3 separate regions of the Mus musculus genome follow, and all the other regions are linked to region 1. The links are chromatin contacts, called in public HiChIP or PLAC-seq maps. All regions are on one chromosome and are shown on one strand. Each heading gives the region's core, a stretch centred on a gene start, on an enhancer-like site or on the middle of the called end of the contact. The rest is flanking DNA. Distances are from core to core; before and after follow the strand shown.

Evidence for each region. HiChIP or PLAC-seq counts read pairs in DNA pulled down with a chosen protein or histone mark.
Region 2: an H3K4me3 HiChIP or PLAC-seq map of stem cell-derived neural progenitor cells shows a contact between it and region 1, with 79 read pairs. The contact joins the promoter of Hoxd11 here to the promoter of 2600014E21Rik in region 1. A contact is called at or near these places in 9 of 39 promoter capture datasets (the HPC-7 cell line, cranial neural crest, embryonic stem cells and 6 more), 2 of 484 Hi-C or Micro-C datasets (psoas muscle and urothelial organoids), 13 of 115 datasets of contacts at active chromatin or transcription factors (craniofacial prominence, double positive thymocytes, embryonic basal ganglia and 9 more) and 2 of 9 other capture datasets (liver and macrophages).
Region 3: a contact with region 1 is called in an H3K27ac HiChIP or PLAC-seq map of stem cell-derived stembryo, with 10 times the contacts expected there. The contact joins the enhancer-like site here to the promoter of 2600014E21Rik in region 1. A contact is called at or near these places in 11 of 39 promoter capture datasets (the HPC-7 cell line, cranial neural crest, embryonic stem cells and 7 more), 17 of 484 Hi-C or Micro-C datasets (cortical neurons, cranial neural crest, embryonic fibroblasts and 10 more), 18 of 115 datasets of contacts at active chromatin or transcription factors (craniofacial prominence, differentiating embryonic stem cells, embryonic basal ganglia and 12 more) and 4 of 9 other capture datasets (adipose tissue, embryonic stem cells, embryonic tail and 1 more).

What each region holds. Positions count from the first base shown.
Region 1 is chr2:75,136,221-75,139,308 of GRCm38.p6, forward strand. 2600014E21Rik (a long non-coding RNA gene) reads left to right here and starts at 1,435. Exons shown (of 12, transcript XR_001783367.2): 1 at 1,435-2,832; 2 at 3,070-3,088. It overlaps Gm13652 (a long non-coding RNA gene), which reads right to left and starts at 1,755. Exons shown (of 3, transcript XR_374685.4): 1 at 1,044-1,755.
Region 2 is chr2:74,680,672-74,683,759 of GRCm38.p6, forward strand. It overlaps Hoxd11 (homeobox D11), which reads left to right and starts at 1,652. Exons shown (of 2, transcript NM_008273.2): 1 at 1,652-2,496. The coding sequence starts at 1,722.
Region 3 is chr2:74,731,985-74,735,072 of GRCm38.p6, forward strand. The region is part of intron 1 of Hoxd3 (homeobox D3); the gene reads left to right. Among named protein-coding and RNA genes, the nearest start is that of Mir10b, 7.5 kb to the left of the region's middle. Within about 2 kb of position 1,512, at least 18 of the 459 cell types and tissues checked have an H3K27ac peak or open chromatin away from gene starts, as enhancers often do. A contact at or near this core is called in embryonic tail and stem cell-derived stembryo, where this site is marked.

The DNA of each region.
Region 1 (3,088 bases), core at 185-2,684:
TAGTTGTGATGTTTTAACATTTATGAATATACTTTTAAAATTGAAGAACAGATTTTTTTAATCTAAAATGCGAACACAGAACAGAATAGTGCAAGTAGAAGTTCCGTGAACTTCATAAGTGCAAGAAAACAAGTTTACGAGTTTTAAATGAAAATCTCTCATTCTGACCCATTAGGGGGAAGTATTTATAGGCAGTAAAAGGTAGTAATGACCCACCACATCCACAGTTGCTGTCTGCAGTGCCACCTGCTCCATCCCCACAGACAGACACATGGCCCCAAAGAGGAACTGTATCAGTTATATATCCATTCCTTTAAGTTCTGTTTGTATTAACCCTCAACGCCTTTATAGCAACAGTCAAATCACATTAAATTGATGTGTTTACTTTTTTAAGCCCTCTGTTCCAACCTACTTAAAATTCAACACTGTATTTTGCAGATGATGAGAAACATTGCCATTTAAAAATAGTCAAACACCCTTCTCAAAAACCAAGAAGTATGTACAGGTAGGGGCCATCGCACCCTCTGCAAGCAGCATGGGGCGTGTTAATCAGTGAGTTCTGCCCCTCGCCGGCTTGGGGATTCTCTTTGCCTTTGTGCACCCACCTCAAGGCGTCCTGCTACCTGGAAAACTGCAACTACAAGCTGTCTTTAGGCTAGTAGCTGTGGCGGAAGCCTCTTCGGGGACCCCCTAGGACCCGGTGTGAGCCTGTGAACTCACCACTCCAGGCTTTAATTGGATTTGACTAAAAGCACATAGTTTCTGGCAAAATGGCCAATTCTTAAATGGAGCCTCAGACCTTGGCCATCCCTAAGGAGAAATAATGCCCCGAAACACGTCACTGCCCACTCATTTCCCATTTCACTAACTTCCAATTAACACACGCTCTCTTCAGAGTCAGCATTACCATCATTTGGGGATTGCAGAAACAGAGGTGACATGTTGACTTTCTGTGGCTAAAAAGCACTTATGGGCACCATGACCAACACCTTTCTCCTTGGAAGAACATAACTTTCAAAACTTGCATCCCTCTCTTTACAAACCTGCTGTGTGGCGCGGAGGGGGAGGGGAGACGTGGGTGGAGGCCACCTCTCTTCTGCAAAGCCATCGAGGCCAGCAAAGGCCAGGGCTTTTCGTTCCAGCCTTTTCCTGCCCATCAGTGTCCACTTGGAGTAGCGTGGAGAGGAAGGTTTACTCTTTTCCCGGCGGAGCCTCAGCGATGGGCTCAGAGGAGACTCTCTCCAGGGGCCCGGCCGGTCCATACCTGTCCCGGGTGGAATGGGAACCCCGTGCAGCTGCTGCCTTCCTGAGCCCGTGCGCCCGGGCAGCGACCCAGAGCCAGACGATTGGCCCAACAAGACGAGACGACAGGGAGGCGGGAGCCGGTACCCCAGGGCGTTGGGTCACTCTGATCTCCCGGGGCAGGGCTAAGCAAGGGAGAGGTCGTTCTGGAGCTGATGCACTTGTCCCCAGCGGGAACGGACTTGACCCCCGTTAGCCTTTGGAGCGCCTCGGAGGCCTAAGACGAGCTGGACATCGGCCTCGTGTCATCTTCGGCCTTACTTTGGGGGGACGGTCACTCCAGGAGCGCTGGCCTGCCCCCTCCCCCAATGCTCCCCCCACCCCCAGGCTTAGCATCACAGTGGACAACGTCTCCCACATCCAGGCTCTTGATCCGAAAGAGGGGAACTGAGGGCTGCCCGCGGCAAAGCTCGACCTACACTTCATTTTCTTCCGATTTGGAGAAAATGTCACAGGAGTGGGTGGGGGAGACCCTCGCACTGTAAATATGATTTGGAGGGGGCGAGGCTCGGAGTGCGAGGGCCCCGGGCGGCGTGGGCACCCTGCTGGAGATTCCCGGTCTCACAGCGCGCCCTAGTGGACACCCTGGCCCGCGCCGCTGCCCCCGGACGCCGGCTGGGTTTCCCCGCGCGCCTTACAATCTGCAATATATTATTTCTTGCAAAGTATTGACAATGTGCGAGGTTCTGGTAACCCCGGAGCTCTTGTCTGTAATCAGCACATTTATTCACATTTGGGGCGGGGGGATCCGAATTAAATCCCCGTGACCCTGATTAGGTTACAGTGTCATTTTCCCCCTGGATCCTCTTTTAAACCCACTCTACACTGCTGCTCTGTCTATTACATGCTAATTTAATTTTACTGTGGACGATATTTTCAGCATTTGCTGAGGACAGTAAATTTTGTAGTTTATGTTATTTCACTTTTTATGACTTTTTAACACTTAATAAAATTTTATTAGAGCACTTTTGTGTTTACAAGGCCACAAAACTCTTGGCAGGTTGTCAGAAGTCCTTTTTATTATGATCCTACTGATATACTGCGAGTAATGAAATAATCATGTCCAGAAATGTATCAAAGGCCAGAGGGATTATCCCACTTAATAGCTCCACAGATGCGCCCAGAAGAATGTGGACTGCGGCGGACAGGCTGGGAGGCAGCAGAGGAAGAAGGCAGTTCCCCCCAGCCCCCAACACACACACTCACACACACTCCTTTCTTTACCACTTCTGTTGCTTTCCTAAAAGGCTACATTCAGGGTCATGTGACTTTCCGCGGTCTCAATAAAAAAAAAAGAATTTATTCTATTGCAAAATGTGCTTTTCTTTTTATACTCCTTGTGTGAGCCTTTAAGGCAGGTCTAGTGGCAGTGGGGCTGGCTCGGCGGATCCCTGTCAGTCACTTTGCTCTCGTACTAAGTGTACTTTTGTGCCATTTAAGCAGCCGATGGTGTCATTGGCGTTGAGAGTGCAGCTTCTACAGCTCACACTGAAGGCTTTGGGGACCCAGGAGGGCGCGAGTTGTTTTAAGGTCTGTACCCTCCTGCAAACAACACTGTTTGCAGTTGCTGTTTGGTTTTATTTTGTTTTTGCAAACCAGAGGAACGGTGGAGACCCTGCCTTCTGCCTGACCAGAGAGCTAGTGTTCTATTTCATTTTTTATTTATTTATTTTTTATCTTTGAGGGGTTAAGACTTGCAATGAGAAGGACTGAGAGCCTACACCTTTTATTTCCTTTTAAAAGCCAATTTTCTATTTCTTTAAACAGATACATGGCCATTTGACAT
Region 2 (3,088 bases), core at 402-2,901, 460 kb before region 1:
GCAAAGAGCACAGGACCCGAACCGCAGCGGTCTGGGGAAAGGAAGGAAACCAGAACAGAGCTGCCTAACGGGGCATAGCGCTGAAGCCCAGGCCTCTGGGCTGAATCCTGGGTAAAGGAACACTGAGGAAGGAGGAAGGCTGCTGCCTTTGGTTCTGGGATTTGGATTTGGGGAGAGACTAAGGCCTGGTAAGCTGGAGGTGGGAGCCTAGGCCTCTTTTGGACTCCAGGCCTGAGAGGATTGCCGCAGCCCAATGAGTGAGGCTTTGGAGCAAGTGGCTGGGGGCCTGGAAAGTCTACCTCGGAGTCAGGTGGTGCAGATAGACTCCAACAGGCAGGCAGACGCTATTGAGGGCCCCTGGAGAACCAACCGATCTCCCTGGGAGATGCTATGACCATCAAATTCAAGGGCTCCAGAGGAGTCTTGGGGATATGCCACGAGATTGCTCAGGGCTTAGTGGGGCTCCAACACAGTGAAAGCTCCAAGAGACTTGAACACAGAAGACGATGAGAGGAAGGCCAAAGCACAAGGGGTTTGTCTGTGGGCGGTGAGTAGGGACCTTATTCTGTGAGAGTGGGACTCATCTTCCTTTTGTTCTTCAGACCCTCGAGCTTTGAGGAAAGCCAGAAAACCGGGACCTCTGTGTTTCCACGCTGGCTGAGTATTGAGAGGAGAGAGAAAGAGAGAGAGAGAGAGAGAGAGAGAGAGAGAGAGTAAAGGGAAAGGATGGAGGTACTAAGAAAGACTGGAGAAAGGAGAGAAAGCAGGATGGAGGCGAGGAAAGGAAGAGAGGAAGACAGGAGAGAGAAAGGAGAAGAGTGAGGAGTAAGCAAAGAAAGGAGGGACGGGAACAGAGCGGAAAAACCTGGAAGAAGAAAGGCCGAATGGGTACCAAGGCCCACGCCAAGCTAGCTCCTGGGAGTCGTTTTTTCCAGGGTCTGCACTCTTGTCCCTGGTGTCAGAACCCAAGAGAGCCAAATCCCTACCAGCCGGAACGCACTCCGCAGAGAAATATGTAAATCAGGGCTCCCTGCGCCCTAGAGAGTGTCGCAATTACGCCCCTTGAACAAGAAGCAACAAGCTCCCAGCCGGTGAGCTACGGAGGGTGGCTGTGTCGCGGGGGAGGGAGCGGCTGCAGGAAAGGTGGGGGTGGGAACCTCACACTCTCACACCTAGTCCTCTGTGCCAGGGCCGGGGCTCCCCCCACCACCACCACCACCACCGCTCTCGACTGCTCTCCCTTCCCCCTTCCTCCCCCTCCTCCCTCCCTCCTCCTCCCCTCCGGCCTAGGTCCGGGTACTTAAAGCAGCGCGGGCGGGCTAAGGCGGGCGGGCGGCCCAGTCCGGTGGCGGCAGATGCGCCCAGCGGTGGCAGCCGCCGGCGGCGCGCAGGTGACCGGCCTGCAGCGCAGCCTGCTCAGGGAGTGCCCTGGGAGAGCTGGCGGGAGCTGGAGGCCGATCCGCCCCCAGCGTGCGCGCGTCTCGGCGCCAGGAGCCGTCCCGGGGCGTGTTGGCGAGCGCTGATATAGATATAAGGACATTTCTCTCCATGGCGTCACGTGACATAATTACCACCAGAATCAATCAAGATGAATTGCACGTCAGCGCCCGGTGGGGATTTTTGCTTAGTTGATCCTGGCCCAAGCCTCTTGTGCAATCGATGGCTCAGGTTGGAGGCGCGGGGAGCGGCCCGAGGCTTGCCGGCGTGCACGCCGCGCAGCCATGAACGACTTTGACGAGTGCGGCCCCAGCGCAGCCAGCATGTACCTGCCGGGCTGCGCTTACTACGTGGCCCCGTCGGACTTCGCCAGCAAGCCGTCGTTCCTCTCGCAGCCGTCCTCGTGCCAGATGACTTTCCCCTACTCCTCCAACCTGGCGCCACACGTCCAGCCCGTGCGGGAGGTGGCCTTTCGCGACTACGGCCTGGAGCGCGCCAAGTGGCCGTACCGCGGCGGAGGCGGCGGTGGCGCGGGGGGCGGCGGCGGCGGCGGTCCCGGCGGGGGTGGTGGCGGCTCCGGGGGCTACGCTCCCTACTACGCCGCGGCAGCGGCGGCAGCGGCGGCAGCGGCGGCGGCCGAGGAGGCGGCCATGCAACGAGATCTGCTCCCGCCCGCCGGCCGCCGGCCAGACGTGCTCTTCAAGGCTCCCGAGCCGGTGTGCGGCGCTCCCGGGCCGCCGCACGGTCCGGCGGCCGCAGCCTCTAACTTCTACAGCGCCGTGGGTCGCAACGGCATCCTGCCCCAGGGCTTTGATCAGTTCTACGAGGCGGCGCCCGGACCCCCCTTCGCCGGCCCGCAGCCCCAGCCCGCTCCCGCGCCGCCACAGCCCGAGGGCGCCGCTGACAAGGGCGACCCCAAGCCAGGGGCTGGTGGCGGCGGGGGCAGTCCCTGCGCCAAGGCGACTCCGGGCCCAGAGCCCAAGGGGGCGGCGGAAGGCGGTGGCGGTGAAGGCGAGGGCCCCCCGGGGGAGGCGGGGGCCGAAAAGAGCGGCGGCACAGGTAGGCGCGGGGCGCGGGCCGAGGGGCTGGCCCGGGGCGGCGGAGGGGGGGCGGTGGGGACCTCCCTCTGCTTGCGCCGTTTTATGTGCTACTTTATAAGCATTCGAGGGGGTTTATACATCCTATAAGATTTCCCGGGTCGTTGTAAAGCGTGTTTATGATAGGAAACCAATTTAGGTGGGCTTAAGGTAGACTTCGAAGAGGACATTAATCGCCGTAGAGAGCTTTCCCTCTATTTGGGTGGGGGGGGGGTGGGTGAGTTGAGGACCTTAGAGGAGGGAAGTACATTTGCAGCCAGTTGATGAGTGGGAACACGAGAGCCTCCTGCCTTTCAGGGAGAGGGTAAGTGATCTGCCGCACTGGACTTAACCCCAACCTCTGGCTGGCGCTCAGCTCGGAGTTGAGCAGATGCTCCTGTGGGCGCGCTCTTGTCTCTCTCCCTTCATGTTCCAGTTCAGAGCCTGCCTTGCCATCATCCTTTTTCCTATCTCAGTGCCAGCCTAGAGTGTGTGTGTGTGTGTGTGTGTGTGTGTGTGTGTGTCCGGGCGTGAACACATGTCCACGCCCGCACTCTACTGTGCCCGCCCATATA
Region 3 (3,088 bases), core at 262-2,761, 400 kb before region 1:
CCAGGCTGCAAGGTGGAGGGCATTATTTGTAGAAAGAGAAGCAACTGCTTGGGCTACCGGGGGCTCCAAATCGGCTTTTGGCCCTGGCCAGTTTTAAGATTTTCTTCAGAGTAGTTATGGGAAACCTTTGCACTCTTCAGAGGCTGGGTGAGAATGCTTTTTCTGGGCCCAGCCAGTACTGGCTGGTGGTTGTTGCTCCGACCTGACCAGGCTGGCCTCCCATATTGGACTGCCACTTTTCTGGGGCTACTGAACTCCTCTGGTGTTTCCAACACCTGCCCCCCCCCCTTCCCCGCATCTCTTTTGCCCCTCAGACAACAATAAACACTCTCTACTATAAAAAGTACCATGTACTATTTTTATCACGAGGGCTTTCCCACATCTTGGCCTCAGCTTTGAAGAGGGGGCCAAGATAGGAGTTCCAAAATAGATAGGGGGTGTCTTACTGGAGACAGGAAATAAGCAGGATGCATAAAGTAGGACATATGTCCTTAATATATGGAAGGGCTCGCCCCAGACGCGTGGACATGTGTATTTATAAGTGCACAGACAGAAGTTTAAATATTCAGACACATTTTATGATTGTCCTCTGCCCGTCTTCTGGTTAATGGCTCCTCCTGTGCCCACCAATACATCAATACCGCTGTGTGTATTGAATCACCGGCAGGGATGAGGAAGAAGCGAGTCCATAGCTAAGCCCGTTGAGTACAGTACAGTAAATCGGACCCTCGGCAGACGGCGCCATGTTGGGGAGCCCTCCCTGCCCCCCACGCCGGGATGGGAGGCTGGGGGCTCGGCGGCAGTCAGGGGAGGGCCGCTCATAACCGGAGAATTTTCAAAGTGCGAGGAAGATGATAAGAATAGATTTCTACAAGTCGCGACCACGTGATTGGCGAAATAATTAATTCAGCACGTCCCTTAAGAAACACGGAGTCGTCATTAATCTGCCACGCAAAGGGCTCTCTCCGACTTGGAAAGTGCAGGGATCCCGAGAACACGGCCCGCCGAGGGGGGCCCCCTGCGCCCGCAGACCAGGGCGCCCAGCGCGGCCCGCAGGTAAATATTTGGGCGACTTTTATTTCATCAGATTTCAATCCTTAATGAACTTAGCTGTCAGAGCCGCTGACAAATAGTTGCCTTTGCTTCTCTGGTTTGGAACAGCGCGCCGGTCAGAAGTTGTTAGTGGCTTGGATGGTGACCTTTGGTTCAGCGAAGCTTTGCACTTATGAAAAATTACTAGGGGCGGCCGCGGGCGCGCGCGCGCGCGCGTGTGTGTGTGTGTGTGTGTGTGTGTGTGAGAGAGAGAGAGAGAGAGAGAGAGAGAGAGAGAGGATGAGGATGTGAGGGTGTGCAAGGGGTGAGGGTGTAAGGGGCGAGGGTGTGAGCAGGCTGCTCCCCAGACAACAGGAGTTTAAAAAAAAAAAAAAAAAAAAACCGCCTGGCTGGGGACACTCCTGGCGCACGCGGGCCGAGGTTGCCCGGTCGCCTGTGTCTACCAGGAACAATGGTCGCTGTCACCGCATCTGCCGCCTATTCTTAAACCAGCGAGGAAAAAAAAAAAAAAGCCCCGGCCCTCTTTTCAAGCTAGGCTCGTAAATTTTTCTTTGCGTCATAATAGAAGGCTATAAAATCGAGTTGAAATTTTACCCCAGGCAGGTTTTAACCAACAGATAATGATTCCAAGCTACTTCTCTTTGCTCTCCGCCTTCCCCACCCCAAGCTCAGCTGCTGGTCGCCCCAGCGAGCAGCTTCTCTTTGCTTCCTCTTTAGTTTTGTATTTGTAAATTTTTCTTTTTCTTTTTTCTTTTCTTTTTTTTTTTTTTTGTTTTGACTATCTAACAAAACAAAAAGAAGTCCTCCACCTCCCAAGTCGGAGCAGCGCAGGCAAAGAGAAGCCTCCAAGGAAGAGGAGGCTGCGGCCAGCTGCAAAAGCCATAGGGTCTCTTGCTCCCATGTTGCCTTGGTTTCCCCTCACTCCAAGAAGATTTGACATCCCAAACGTGCCTTTGCTTAGGTCCTACCCCAGCTAGCTCTGTCCGTGGGGTGGGGGCAAGTAGCAAACATTCTCTTCCTTTAGCTGCAAGCTCCAGCTCGGGTGTCTCAGCAGACAGTCTTTTCAAATGCCTCCTTACCACCTCCCAACTTCTGTGCTTTGCCTCCACTGACTTTAAGAAGGATTTCGGCAAGCAGGAACTGTCTCTGTGTGGTGGTTGTTTAGGGTTGTGGTTTATTTATTTATTTATTTATTTATTTATGGTGTGTATATATTTCTAGTCAGGACAGCAACAAAGTTTCCCCCGTTATGAATTATACATCCAAACAATAACACATTAATTCAATTATTCAAAGATGACAAATGTTTATGTGCTTAGCAAGTGACTCCTGCACGCAGATTCAGGGCGCTCTCTCTGCTTGCGTTTTTCTCAATGAGAATCGTCGCCCCTCTCACCCCACCCACTTCAATCCACTCAAACATCCCCTTGTAGGCTCAGAAAGGAACCCACAAAAAGGCTCCCCAGCTTCACTAGAGGCTGGGCTTCCAAACAGCCTCCAAAGGCCCGGCTTGGCGGGCACAGGCCCGGGCTATTTTATCAGTGTGACAATTGCCGGGGTTGGTGTGATAAATCATCGTAAGTAATTCCTGAAAGGGTGTGAGGCTGTTGGGGGCCGGGCGAGGACTGTAAATCTTTCCGGTTTATTGCTCTATGAACATATGCTCCGATTGAAGAAGGCTTAGATCCTTTCCTGGAGACAAATTCCCGCAAAGCAGCCCCCCTCTTTGGCAGGGGATTAACACTTGCCGGGGGCCGGCAAGCACAAGCCCCTGGCTGGAGGCTTGGAGGCGGGGTTCTCTGAATGGGGGTGGAGTGGGGGCAGCCTACAGTCCCTTGCGACAAGCACCCCAAGTGGGCCTGATCCTTGACTGGGGCAGGTGAACAAAAAGGAAGGAATTCCCTATCAAGTTTGGGATCTGGGTCCAGTGCCTCTTGCTTTGGGACCTGCCGACTTCTCTACATTGAGGATTGAGAACCTCTTTTTCTCCCCCCCCCTCTCCCGGGGTCATTCAGGGCTTTGGGGCACTTTCTTT